Linked DNA regions of Muntiacus reevesi: region 2 is linked to region 1. A link is a contact called in public Hi-C data. All regions are on one chromosome and are shown on one strand. The core of a region is the stretch at or near the end of the contact, and the rest is flanking DNA. Distances in the headings are between cores, read along the strand shown.

Evidence for each region. A called contact is a pair of places that touch in the nucleus more often than the background predicts.
Region 2: a Hi-C map of blood shows a contact between it and region 1, with 2.2 times the contacts expected there. The contact joins the promoter of PSMA4 here to the promoter of SKIC8 in region 1. A contact is called at or near these places in 2 of 3 Hi-C or Micro-C datasets (blood and muscle).

The regions. Positions count from the first base shown.
Region 1 is chr15:28,896,958-28,903,796 of mMunRee1.1, reverse strand. SKIC8 (SKI8 subunit of superkiller complex) reads left to right here and starts at 1,526. Exons shown (of 11, transcript XM_065906666.1): 1 at 1,526-1,601; 2 at 3,309-3,360; 3 at 4,057-4,084; 4 at 5,814-5,919; 5 at 6,293-6,465. The coding sequence starts at 3,349.
Region 2 is chr15:29,111,731-29,118,523 of mMunRee1.1, reverse strand. PSMA4 (proteasome 20S subunit alpha 4) reads right to left here and starts at 4,054. Exons shown (of 9, transcript XM_065906981.1): 1 at 3,943-4,054; 2 at 1,972-1,998; 3 at 1,702-1,744; 4 at 1,294-1,456; 5 at 1-27. The coding sequence starts at 1,974.

The DNA.
Region 1 (6,839 bases), core at 277-2,776:
ATAAATTAGATCCTGAGAAATTAACTTTCGGGGGTAGGCGGGGTAGGGTAAGGGTACATGGATATTTCAAGGGTTTACATTCACTATGACCATACTTTACCATCATCCCCTTCTTCTAGACTCTTTTTGGACTTCTAAACCAGTTTTAATCAGGAGAGACCGTGATCTCTGTCTCATGATAAGCTGAAAGAAAGCTTAACCCTTCAGAGTGCCCACCCCCGCCACCCAGAACTTCCACTCCCTACTGCCCAGAGAGATTGGGACAGTGACCAGCAGCCAGGAGGGGCCGGGCAGCTTTTCAAGGATGGGGTGCAGTGGTTTCACCCTTCCATCTCCTTTTAAAATGCTGGTCATTAGCTTCTAAACTGATATGCATCACAGTAACCTAACCGGCTGTGTCCAAAATCATCACGGGCGCTGACTGCAGCCATGAAATTAAAAGATCCTTGCTCCTTGGAAGAAAAGCTGTGATAAACTTAGACAGCCTATTAAAAAGCAAAGACATTATTTTGCTGACAAAGGTCCGTCCAGTCAAGTGACGTGAAAGTGAAAGTCGCTCAGTCCTGTCCGACTCTTTGCGACCCAGTGTTTCATACAGTCCATGGAATTCTCCAGGCCAGAATACTGGAGTGGGCATCCTTTCCCTTCTCCAGGGGATCTTCCCAACCCAGGGATCAGGTCTCCCGCATTGCAGGCAGATTCTTTACCAGCTGAGCCACAAGGGAAGCCCATCTAGTCAAAGCTATGGTTTTTCCAGTAGTCATATATGGATGTGAGAGTTGGAACATAAAGAAGGTTGAGCACTGAAGAACTGATACTTTTGAACTGTGGTGTTCACAGTTGACAGTTGATTCTTGAGAGTCCCTTGGACAGCAAGGAGATCAAACCAGTCCATCCTAAAGGAAATCAACCCTGAATATTCATTGGAAGGACTGATGCTGAAGCTGAAGCTCCAATACTTTGGCCACCTGATGGGAAGAGCTGATTCATTGGAAAAGACCCTGATGCCGGGAAAGACTGAAGGCAGGAGGAGAAGGGGACGACAGGATGAGATGACTGGATGGCACCACCAACTCAATGGCCATGAGTCTGAGCAAACTCTGGGAGACAGGTGGGGGGGGAAACCTGGCGTGCTGCCGTCCATGGGGTCGCAAAGAATCAGACACGACTCAGCGACTGAACAACAATCGGTTGTGACTTTACAATTGAAATATAGAGCTCTATTTCACTGAAAAAAATTTGAAGCAATAGAACTCTTACAGTCATCAGGTGTAGTCTATCTCAAAGTACAAATAAAGAAATTAGAACCCAACAGTTGTTGAAACCTAAAACTTCCGCAAGCCGGTTCTCAGTGGCCCCGCCCCGGGGGAAACCAAGGTGACCGGGGCGTGGCCTCTTCCCCTTCTCCTCGCCCATCCTCCTCCAGGTCCGCCCCGCGTGCGTTGTAGCGACGGCAGAGGGCGCTGCGGCGTGCGCCTGCGCCTGCGCCTTGGGGACCGGCGAGATGCCACGCCTCTTCGTGAGCTCATCACCCCGCGTCGCGGTCGCGCGGAACCTGGCGTCAGAGAAGCCGCGGGGCAGTGCAGCCGGACAGTGAGGCGGTGAGTTGGTTCGCAAAGCCGTTGGGGATGGCACTGATTGGTGCCGATAACGGTCCAGGCTGGAGGGCGGGTGAGCGAGAGTGGGCCCAAGGCTATCTCTAGGAGGGTTTGCTCAGGAATGCCCCACACCGCAGGGCCTGAGGGTGGTGGCTTCCGTGACTCCGTTTACACTGGCTGCCTCTCGGTGTGTCGGGCCTGAGGGGAGAGGATAGGTGGCCTCATCTTGCATCCTGAGGATGTTCTGTGCAGCCTCGAGGTTAGGACTGGTCTCAGTGTCGATAGACAGAACTGTCTTAACCGAAGTTTTCCAGTGGTAGGCCACACTGTCTTTTTCGGTAGCGAGCTGGACACTTAGAGGCACAGTCTGAGTTATCTTTACTTCAAGTACCACGTAGTATTGCGGGTTACTGACCTCCCTGAGTACTTTATTAGGGGCATGTGTACTGTTCTTTGGAAACATTGAGGAAGCAATGAATTCTGCCTGGGAAATGAGAGGAGAGTTCTCTAAAGAAGGAAGGTGAGAAAAGAGGATTTTGGGGTCCTCTTAAGGCTGAAGCTATTGTAGGATAAGAAACTGATGTAAAAGGTAGTGTAACCTATATTATAGCTTGTATCCTTCTCCTGTCAGACTAACCTTGGGGGAGGTTTCTTAACTTCTCTTGAAGTCTCACTTTCCTTATGAGGAACATAGAGATCATAATAAGAATATCTATTAAATGAGATGAGAGGGTTCAGTGAGCTATCCTACATGTAATACATAAAACAGGGTACATCATGGTACCCTGACTCATGGTACATCGTCAAACATACATTCATTGATAGAAGCACACCTCTATCTTGAGGAGCCTGGCTTCTTGGAAGTTGACTTCTTGCAAACCTTCCTACTCTTGATTCTCCTTGTTGTGGGGAATTGTTTCTGTTGCAGGGATGTGAGGCAGGATTTGGAAGTGCAGACGGTTGGTGCCCAAGAGAGTGTGAATACTGTTTACTTCAGTGAAACTGGCATGACCTACTGCCTGTCTTTCTTACCCTTGCTAAGACACTGTTCTTGGGTCACAAATGAAGTAAGCAGTACCACCTTGACTGAGATCTTCACAGGCAAAGGTTATTTAGAAATTGTTTGTTTTTTCTGTTATCCTTGGAAAACCTTCACAGTAGTCTTTTTGAGTTTGCAAATTTAAAGCAAGTAACTTGAACATGGATGCCTATGGGCATGGAGGATTCTATAGCACATACACAAAAGTTAAGAAGCCTTATTATAGCTTTTGGGAGACATGTAGCCTCCCTCTGGCTCACACCCTTGTTTATGCTCCTGCTGGCTCTTATATGCGTTTTTGGCTGAGATCCCTGCATGGACTGTAAGAACTTTGCTCCCCCATATTTGCTTGTCGAGTTTTTAATAAAATAATATTTTAAATTAAAAGATCCTGTGGTTTTATCTCTTGGAAAAGCAGCAAGGAGGGAGACTAGATCCTCTCTGTAGTCAACTTGAGGAGAAGAAAGTATGAGAGGTGGTAGGTATTAGCTGAGAAAGAAGACCACGCCCCCTGGGAGGGCTTGTGAACGGGGCCTCTGGGACCGATCTATAGAGAAGCGTCAGGTCGACCCTGGCCGAGAGTGGCCTTACAGTCTTGATCCAGGGGAACCTTCTGTAGCCCTCTGTCCCGATGGCCTCTTCTTACTGAAGCCCTGCTGTTGTTTCCACAGAGCTGTCTGGCCTTTAGCCCTTCCATCCTTGGTTAAGGAGATGACCAACCAGGTAAGGCCTATGGAGAGGAAGAGTGCCAGTTGGTCTCTTTGGGGGTTCGAGCCCAATACATCGTCTGGGTTTGTAGTCAGAAAACTAGCATCTGATTCCTGCTCTGCTTGTGAAGAGGAGGGTATCCTGGGCACCTAGTCACCAGAGGGTTAGGTGGCACTAGTAAAAGGCACAGCACTGAGAGGAGGGTAGTTTTATCTCAGTCTGTACCTCAGTTTACAAAGGGATGGAGGAAGCTTAAAAGAATTTGTACACAAGAACGAGAAAGAAAAACTAGAAAGGGAGAAACACGTCTTTGTAATAAAATTAGGGACAGAGTTAACAGGTTATTATGCAGGCTGTGTAGTTTTATACAACTACAAAAATTAAGCTGCACACTGGACTCTGAGCTGCCTGACGATCAGAGCAGGAAAAAGCACATAATTTATTATTCTTTTTGGGTGGGTGGAAGTAGAAGAGACTCTAGCTTCTTTAAGAACTAATTGTTTTCTTTAAGAGACTATAGTTTCTTTAAGAACTAACAGTACAGACCTTGCATGAGCTCACAGGCGGTCAGGCCCCAGCAAGGGTGGTACCTAACACTGGTGATTGTATCTGCTGGGGCACAGGGTGGTGAGTTGGGGGGTGTTTTAGGGAAAGGATGGGATACATCTGAAATCTGACCGTTGGTTTAATGTGTCTTCTGTTCTTTTTTAGTATAGTATTCTCTTCAAACAAGAGCAAGGTAAGCAGCTTGCCAGTTCAAGCAAATTCACCTGTGAAAAGTTGTTGTCCCTGGTTTAAGGTTTTTGTCATGCTGACCAAACATGCAGTTCCCAACCATACTCACTTTACATAAGAATTGGCAGGGGCAGCAAATACACTTCAGAACAAACAACCACCAACAAAAAAACCAACCACTAACTTGAGCCGGAGTCAAATGATAGACTGTAGAACTCTGGGCTGAGGAAAATTTTTCCCACTTGAGGAAGGCGTGACTGAGCTTCCCGGCTATCAGAGTGAAAGAAGGAAACTCTTTGAGTCTCAGGACTCTGTTAATACCAGCTCACCTGGGGAGGTAAACTTGAGCCTGGCCATGAACGCAGAAGTTCTCTTGGGAGCCTTTATTCAGGCTCCTCCACTTAAAACAAGTGTAGCAATTCTCACAGAGGGCCTTTGACCCTCAATAAAAGAGGAGGATAAAATAAGTGAATTTCTGTCAAGTCCACTGAGTATATGAGTGGCAGTGGTTGTGGTGGGGATGGGAGAAGGAGGGAGGGAGGTCTGTCTGGAAAGGTAACTGGCCAGTAACAGTGGACTTCATACCTGGAAAGGAGGGTGTGCATGCACTATTCACATGTGTCTCATTTCTTCACCACAGCCTAGATAAGTTACGTAAAGCCTGGAGAAATTTGTGGAATGCCTAGTAAAACTTCCACTTTCAGTAGTGACATTTAGACAGTCTGAAGTTTAAACCCAAAGCATTCTTTCAAGTTAACAAGCATAGGTCAGCATGTCAGTCAGCTACCTTGTATGCATCTAATGCCATCTGGTGGCAAGCTGGCAGACTTGGGTCAGGTAGGGATTGTAATGGAAGCCAAGATGCTGTATGTAGCTCACAGCTGTTTAAGTTGAATGTCCTTGTATTCATGTCTTGAAAAGGTGTCCCTGAAGAATTGCTGCCAGGTGTGAAGAAAGCCTTCTTGTGCATTTGTTACATTTATATTCCTATCCCAGGTCTGCAGACCCATCTGTATGGCCCACCAGATATACAGCTTACAGACTTAGAATTTAAAGTGGACTTTAGTTAGTAGGGAGGTTAGGTTTTTAGGTTTGAATACCAGCTCTGCCTCTTCATAGCTTTTGACTTTGGGTGAGCTACTAGGCTTCTCTAAGCCTCTGATTTTTATCTGTAGCATGAAGATGCTATTCATAGGGATGTTGTGGTTAATTGAAGTAATCCCTACAAAAGGATTAAAGTATTAACTGGCCCATTAAGCATAATAGACTTGTGGCAAAAGGCAAATCATGTGGCACCTATTTTATTTATTTATTTTCGGACCTGTATTATTTACAGTTGACCTGCCTACTGGTTTCCAAAGATCTCTAAGAAATAACTCTTAACAGGTTTAATCTCTTTTGGGGGTGGGTTTCGCTTTAGCCAAGTGAGAGCTATTCCAAACTAATGCATGTCAGACAGCATACTAAAATAGAAAGGACACTGGACTATTCCAGAACTGCTCCCTCACCTGGTAAACCTGTGTTTGGGGCAAGTGACTTCTTCAGAACCTCTGGTTTTCTTATCTGCCTCCACTGTTCTAATAAAAGCTGTGTGGGAAAGCCATCTGCAAAACAGTAAAGCAGATACAGGTGGATATTACCTCAGAATTGGTGTAACAGTGTTTCTGCTTTATCTTAGCACATTCAGTTTAGAAGTTGCATGAAGACTTTATATGAATGACTTTCTCTTCCAGCCCATGATGATGCCATCTGGTCAGTTGCTTGGGGGTCAAACAAGAAAGAAAACTCTGAGACAGTGGTCACGGGATCCCTGGATGACTTGGTGAAGGTCTGGAAATGGTGAGTGCTCTTTCCTCTACAATACAGCCTTGGAAATTGGGGTTTTTCTTCTGGGCTCCCAAGTTGCAATCAGAGAAGTATTGACTAATTATCTAAGCAAGAAAGCAATGGCAATATGGTGGTATAAAAAGGCAGACTCTCTTTTTTCTCACTTGTTTTCCTGTTATTCACTGTTAAGGCCTTATAGTTGAAAGAAAAAAAAATGCTATGGTTAAAAGCTGGCTGCATTTGTGTTCTGTGGCTCTTCATTTCCTCTCTTGATTCTGCATTTCACAGACCTCTGGTAATGCATAGTTACAGGAGCCCCAAATTTCAGATGCCAGGTACCATGTGTTGTGTGTGAAGAAATCCATTTCTCTGTCCCCCATTGAAGGCGTGATGAGAAGCTGGACCTACAGTGGAGTCTGGAGGGCCATCAGCTGGGCGTGGTGTCTGTGGACATCAGCCACACCCTGCCCATTGCTGCATCCAGTTCTCTTGATGCTCATATTCGTCTCTGGGACTTGGAAAACGGCAAACAGATAAAGTCTATAGATGCAGGACCTGGTAAGAGTTTTACTCTTAGAGAAGATACTAGAGGTTTACGATCCCTTTTTGATACCTTTAGGGAGAGATGTATTTTGGTGTTGAGAAGCTTTTGGATTTGAGATTAGTAATATGGGTGTATGAACTGCATGTTATGTAATACCTTCAGTGGGACTGGGATAGCACTGTAATAAAATACTAGTATCTCAGCAACTAAACATGAGTATTTACATTAGGAGATAAAGATAAGCTATAAATAGCCTTATATCAGTTCCAGTTTTATTGCCAAGTGAATTTGGGTACTAAAATTATTTCTAAAAACTCATAGTTTTCATCGCCTTTGGGTTTCACAGTGCTGGCTCGGGATTGTGGACCTGTGTTTGAATGTCCGCAGG
Region 2 (6,793 bases), core at 2,805-5,304, 210 kb before region 1:
ATGCCTGCCACACTACAGGCCATATCCCTTGCAAAAAAGAAAGACATTTATCTGTAATTAGGGAGGATGTTTGCCAGAGGTATTTTACAAGTTTTAAAATATACTAAATTCTATTAGAAATGCACCATGCTTATTACTCATAGTTGCTACACCCTTCAGGCAAAAACTACGTGAGTTTTATCTTTGGAGGAAACTTTCAACTTGATGTCATTCAACACATAAGATAAACAAATGCACCCTTGAGTTCTTCACAACAGATGCATTTACCATCACTACCCTGTGAACAGGGCAAGAGAAAAAACACTAGAAAGCTAGGGTAAATCCCAAGAAGATTCAACCACAAGGAAGAAAAATGTTTTGCCAGACAGGAAGACAGACTACTTCACACTCTTGGGTATAAGTACTCTCACTTTGAAAGGCCTCACTTGATGTGGGTGAAGGTGAAGGGACCCGAAGGGCAAGATACTTTTGAGCCTAAGAAGGAAGCCCAGGGTGAGGCTCACTGGGAGGGTGCATTTTCTTTATCTACCCTCTGTGTCCTGAAGGCTGCCCTGGCTCTCCTACAGCCTTGACTCCTTTGGCACTGTGCCCAGTCAAGCCTGCAGGCTGCTTGAGAGGGCCCAACAGCATCTCTGTGGATGGATGACACCTTCTGGGGTGTGTGTATCAAGAAGGCCCTATAACCAACATTCACATGGCGCACCACAGAAGGGAGGGTCTCCAATCAGCAAATCCAGCTCTCTGCTAGCTGCAGTCCTGCACACCCAAGTATATCAGAAAGTTCACTAGTGTACAGGCCCTGTCTAAACTTTTCCAAGACCTCCAGGACGCGTGGTCTTTGGTAAGATTCAGTATAATTAAAACTGATTCTTCGCAACCATCCTCAACAATAACTTGAGGGCCTGCTATGTTCCTAACACTGTGCTAGCTTATTTCATTCATTCATTTTATTTCATTGAACTGCCACAGTCACTCCAGTAGGCTCTACTGGAGGCCCAGAGAAGTTAAACAATGGGTGTGAGGTCACAGCTTGTGGTGGAACCTAGATTTAACCCAAAGCTGAGTGACCACCATGCCTGTTCTCTCATCACTATACAACAATGTTTCTCCACTGAGTACCTGGCCCCGCATTTATGGTCGTGGGCCTCAAGGAGGTTTCAAGCAAGTAAGTTAAAACCAGGAATTTTCAGAAGAAAAAACACAACAAACTGTTCAATTGTACCGTGTCATAGTGCATAGCCCTACCAAAATATGATGAGATGTTTTCAACTCTCTTCCCTAAGATTGACTTACTCATTCAGTTTATAAATTTTTTCGGAGAAAAAGACTTCATCAAGAAGCTTGTGGATGTTGCGTCTCTCTGCTGCAAGCAGAACACCATCATTTGCTAAAATTCCCAAACAGGTGCCTGCATGTCCAATAGCTTCCATGGCATATTCAACTTGGTACAAGCGACCTACAAAACACAAGCAGCAAGAAACCAAGACTCTCCTCCTTGTTCTTGCACCACTGGTTCAAGAGCAATCAGCAACAACACTAGAGAACTACAAACAACTGTCCCACTTTTCCTACTAGTCCTATGAAGCACGTAATTAACCCAATGACCATAACTACCTCAAAGTACAAAAAGGATGAACAACTTAACACCTAAAAATATTTTTTTAGTTTTATTTGAGACAGACCAAACAATTTATATTTTACCTTCTGGAGAAAATATAGTGGTCCTGGAGTCATATCTTCGAGACTGCAAAGGAAAAACATACAAGTGATTTCTACCCACTAAAAATAAGTCAACCCCTACAAACCCACAAATCATTTTATAGAACACATCCTGGCATGCAAAATTCAGAGTGTGGGAGGAAACAGATAAGAAGACATCATTCCATTTCAATTTTCTCATGCAAGTTGGTAAGATGAGTACAAGCAATTTGATTTATCAGGCAACAGTTATTGGCATGTGTATTAACTCACCATGTTTTCTTATGTTTATGATAATTCCTGTAAAAAGAAAATAAGGTAATTATTAAAAAGAAACAATTTGAAACGCATTTCTTGACTTGAAAAAAATCTGTTTTGTCCACTCTCTTCATTCAGCCAACATTATGGTGCACCCAGGCACTATGCTAAATGCTGAAATACCAAGATAGGTAAGACCAATCCCTTTCCTAAAGAGTTTACAGTCTGGTAGTCACGTGAGGGAAGCAGACACAGAAGGACAATTATAAAGCAGTGTGGAAACAGAGGCACTAAGGGTAGAGTGGAAACAGGTTGGAGAAAATCCAGAAAACAGTTTTTGTGAAACAAATACAGAATATGAGCCCAAATCAGAGACAGGAAAGGCAGAAATAAGGCTGAGAACATTCAGGTCTAAGAGAAAGAATAGGGGAAGAAAGAAGGAAAAGGCATCCCAGGCAGAGGAGAAAGCATGAACAATGCACTGAGGCAGGATAGCTCAATGGGTAAGACAAGTTGCTGGGGTTAAAAAATATATATATACGACATGGAAGCAACCTAGATGTCTGTCTACAGATGAATGAGTAAAGAAGCTGTATTCATAGACACAACGAAATATTAGTCAGTCACAGTAAGGAACCAACTGGAGTCAGGTGAACTGAGGTGGATATACCTGGAGCCTGTTACACAGAGTGAAGTGAGTCACAAAGTCAAAAACAAATATTATATATTAACACATATATAGAAATCTAGAAAATGGTACAGATGAACCTATTTGCAGGGCAGGGATAGACACAGATGTAGAGAATGGACTTATGGGCACAGCGGGGGCAGGAGGAAGAGGGTGGGATGAATTGAGAGGAGCACTGAAATACACACACTATCATGTATAAAACAGCTAACTGGCGGGAAGCGGCTGCATAGCACAGGGAGCTGGTGCTCTGTGTCAGCCTAGAAAGGTGGGATGGGAGGTATATATACTTATCACTGATTCACAACTTGTACACCAGAAACCAACACAACATTATTAAGCAATTATCCTCCAATTAAAAATTTTAAAAATATATATATATGAAAAAACTATAGAACTAAACAAGTATCTAGACCATGTAGAGCTGTGAATGTCAAGCTAAGAGGCTGAGGCTTTCTCCAGAGGATGATACCGGGGTCCTGAACCATGAAAGGGGGAAGCGGGACAATAATCTTTGGCATTATTACTATTTCTGCAGAAGACAACACTGGGGCTCTGCGTGACTTGGTGGAAAAGCCAAACTTCGGCCTCCAGAGCCAATTTTCCCAAATTCTGGAATACTGAGAATTAAGAATGGAAAGACAAGCAGGGATTAGGCCCCGGAGGCCCGCATGCCCAGGTAAAAACTGTGAATTTTATCTCTTAAGCAACGGGGCTCCAAGGAATGATGCTGGGCCAAAGAGCCTCAGGAGCTGACTGACATTTTAAAGATCGCTCTGGCTGGTGAAGACTGGGGCAGAATAACCAGTTATGACGGTACTGCAACAGGCAGCTGAAAGGTAAGTGTGGTCCTGAGCAGAGAGCCAGGAGGGCGCAGAGAGGAGACCCGCCGGGCTTCTGATTCGCGCGAGAACACAACTTTCTCATCTCCACGCCGGACAACGGCCCGAGGCGAGTTCACACGCACCTCCCATCCCGCAGGTTCACTTTCGCATACGAACTCTTCCTGGGACCGAGGCAGCCCTACCACTCTGTCCTGCCCACCAGCCCCGCGCCCGCCCCGCCGCCCGAGCGTCCCCGGCCCCGCGGTGCCCGCTCAGCGCAGGGAAGCCCGATGGAGGCCGGCCGGGGCCAGTTCCCCGGCGGGTCCGTCACTGACTAGCCGGTGCAGAGTCATCGTGCCCACGGCTCCTCGCCGGCCGCTGCAGGCCGGGAGCCGCTCTGCCGCGACGCTTACGGCTCCGGCCTGCAGGGAGAGCGGCCAAGCTTCTGAGTGTGCGCAGAGGGTAAAGGCTCACCGGAGGGAAGACGCTGAAGCGTGGAGACCGACACCGAACACCTTTCTCCGCGGGAAAGACACACCGACGGGGCTCGAGTATCCGCTGCTAATATGGCCCCCGCGCGTGCGCAGAACCGCCGGGGGCGGGGCAGTCGAGGACGCGGAAGTTCTTCTGGGGGGGCGGAGCGAGAGTCGATTGCCCTCGTGTGCGCTGGGGAATTGGGGTACGAAGGCACTGGCAGGGATCTGAGCCCAACGAAGGGGCACTAGCACATGAGGAGGAGGGCAGGAAGACCCTGGCCAAGGAGGAAGTGGAATTATGGCTCATGACCCTTTCCCACGCTTTGCGCTCTGTTTTCACTTTCACTTTCTCTTCAGTCATAACCTCCAGGAGAGAAATGGTGTTCAGTTCAGTCAGTTCAGTCGCTCAGCGTGTCCGACTCTTTGCGACCCCATGGACTGCAGCACGCCAGGCTTCCCTGTCCATCACCAACTCCGGGAGCTTACTCAAACTCGTGTCCATTGAGTCGGTGATGCCATCCCACCATCTCATCCTCTGTCTTCCCAAATCCTCCTGCCTTCAATCTTTCCCAGCACCGCAGGGTCTTTTTCAATGAGTCAGTTCTTCGTATCAGGTAGCCAAAGTATTGGAGTTTCAGCTTCAGCATCAGTTCTCCCATTGAATATTCAGGACTGATTTCCTTTAGGATGGATTGATTGGATCTCCTTGCTGTCCAGGGGATTCTCAAGAGTCTTCTCCAACACCACAGTTCAAAATTATCAATTCTTCGGCGCTCAGCTTTCTTTATAGTCGGACTCTCACATCCATACAGGACTACTGGAAAAACCATAGCTTTGACTAGATGGACCTTTGTTGGCAAAGTAATGTCTCTGCTTTTTAATAGGCTGTCTAGATTGGTCGTAACTTTCCTTCTCAGATGGTAAAGAATCTTTCTGCAATGCAATGCGGGAGACCTGGGTTCTATCCCTGGGTTGAGAAGATCCCCTGGTGAAGGGAATATGAACCCACCCCAGTATTCTTGCCTGGAGAATTCCCTGGACAGAGGAGCCTGGTGGCTACAGCCTGTGGGGTCACAGAGAGTCGGACAAAACAACTGAGCAACTTAACAATTTTACTCTGCCTTCCCTGGTGGCAATGGTGTGGGACCACCTATAAATTGCTTGCTTTTCCTGCCCTGTTCTCAAAACGGGCCCAAGCACATTAGATTTTACCCTTCACCCTTCTTCTTCTTATCATCTCCCTTCTTGAATATACCTTCCACTTTCATTGCTAATACATGTGTTTTTATACATATAAAGCAAATTATCATGAGATTTACATCTTTGGAAGAACTTTCACTTTAGTATCCTCCTCTGCCTTTGACATCATTAGAAAGGATTCCTCTGACCAATCTAATTAAAGCAATACCCTACCATCACCATATACACCTGTTATCTTCTATACAGAAACTGTATTTATTTGTGTTTTCATTATCTATCTCTCTGTTCCACCACTTTTTAAAATATGGCTTCAGTTCCTATGTAAACTATCTACTATTCATGTTTTAAGTCTCTTCAAGGTAGATGATTGACTAGGTCTGAATTAACGTGTAGTCATTTGCTCATAGTCTCCTCCAAGAACAGGTCCACAGGGTAGGGACTTTGTTTTCTTCATGTTGGTCAAAAATTTATTATTCAGGGATCTGGGCTCTGAAAAGGAGGTAGCTTGGGAATGAGCTGTGGTTTGAGGTCTCTCCATTCATTTCTGCTTCCCAGGCACATAGGAAGGAGAGCCAAGGCAAGATGGCAAGAGCCACATCCAGACAGATGGTGTTCTGAAAGCATCCTTAGGTGGCAGTGTAGCTTTTGGGATCTCTGAGGATCCCTGCCACCTTAGTTCATCCTGCAGAATTAAGCATTAAGAGTTTTAAGTGAGAGGTAGAATTTATTAGGTCAAAAGAAGAGGGATCCATTGAGATAAAAGAGCAGAAGTAAAAATGAGTTTAACAAGTGGCTGACAGAGTAGTTATGTCTGGCCAGAGTGAAGAAGTCAATAAAGGGAGGAAAAGAGGAAAGGTATTTTAGGACAAATTTAGAACACTTTCAATGACAGATTTTTTTCTCTGTAGGTAGTGGGAAAAGAGAATTAAAGTGATGTTTTAGGATGATGAAGTCTCATGATCTCCTGTCCCACATGTTCCTCCTACAATGTGGCATGGATGCTTCCCACTGAGATGTTCTGTGTCCCCTTGCCCTGAATCTGGGTGGGCTTGTGACTTCAATGGAAGTAACATCATATGACTTCCAAAGTCAGGTCATAAAAAATATATTCATGTCTTGTTCTCTTGGGAGGGTGTTTCTTGGAACCCCAGCACCATGCTGTGAGGGAGCAGAGACCAAATGGAGAGATGTTCCACCAACAGCCCAGATGAGGTTCCAGCGTGTCCCGCCAGATTTGTGAGTGAGGATTCCTCCAGATGATTTTAGTCCTCTATCACTGAATCTCCCCCAGTCATGAAACTTCCCCCAGCATTCAGGTTTTCCCAGCTAAGGCCTCAGACATCGTGGAGCAGAGACAAGCTGTCCTAGTGCCTGGCTGAATTTATGACCTGAAGACGCCATAAGATAAAAAAAAATTTAGTTTTTAAGCCACTAAGTTTTGGTTAAATTGTCACACAGCAATATAATGTAACTAGAGTTATTATCTGCCCCTAATATGAAGGATGTAGCCCGCCAGGCTCTTCTGTCCACGGAATTCTCCAGGCAAGAAGACTGGAGTGGGTAGACATTCCCTTCTCCAGGGTATCTTCCTGACCCAAGAATCAAACCCAGGTCTCTTGCGCTGCAGGCAGATTCTTTATTGTCTGAGC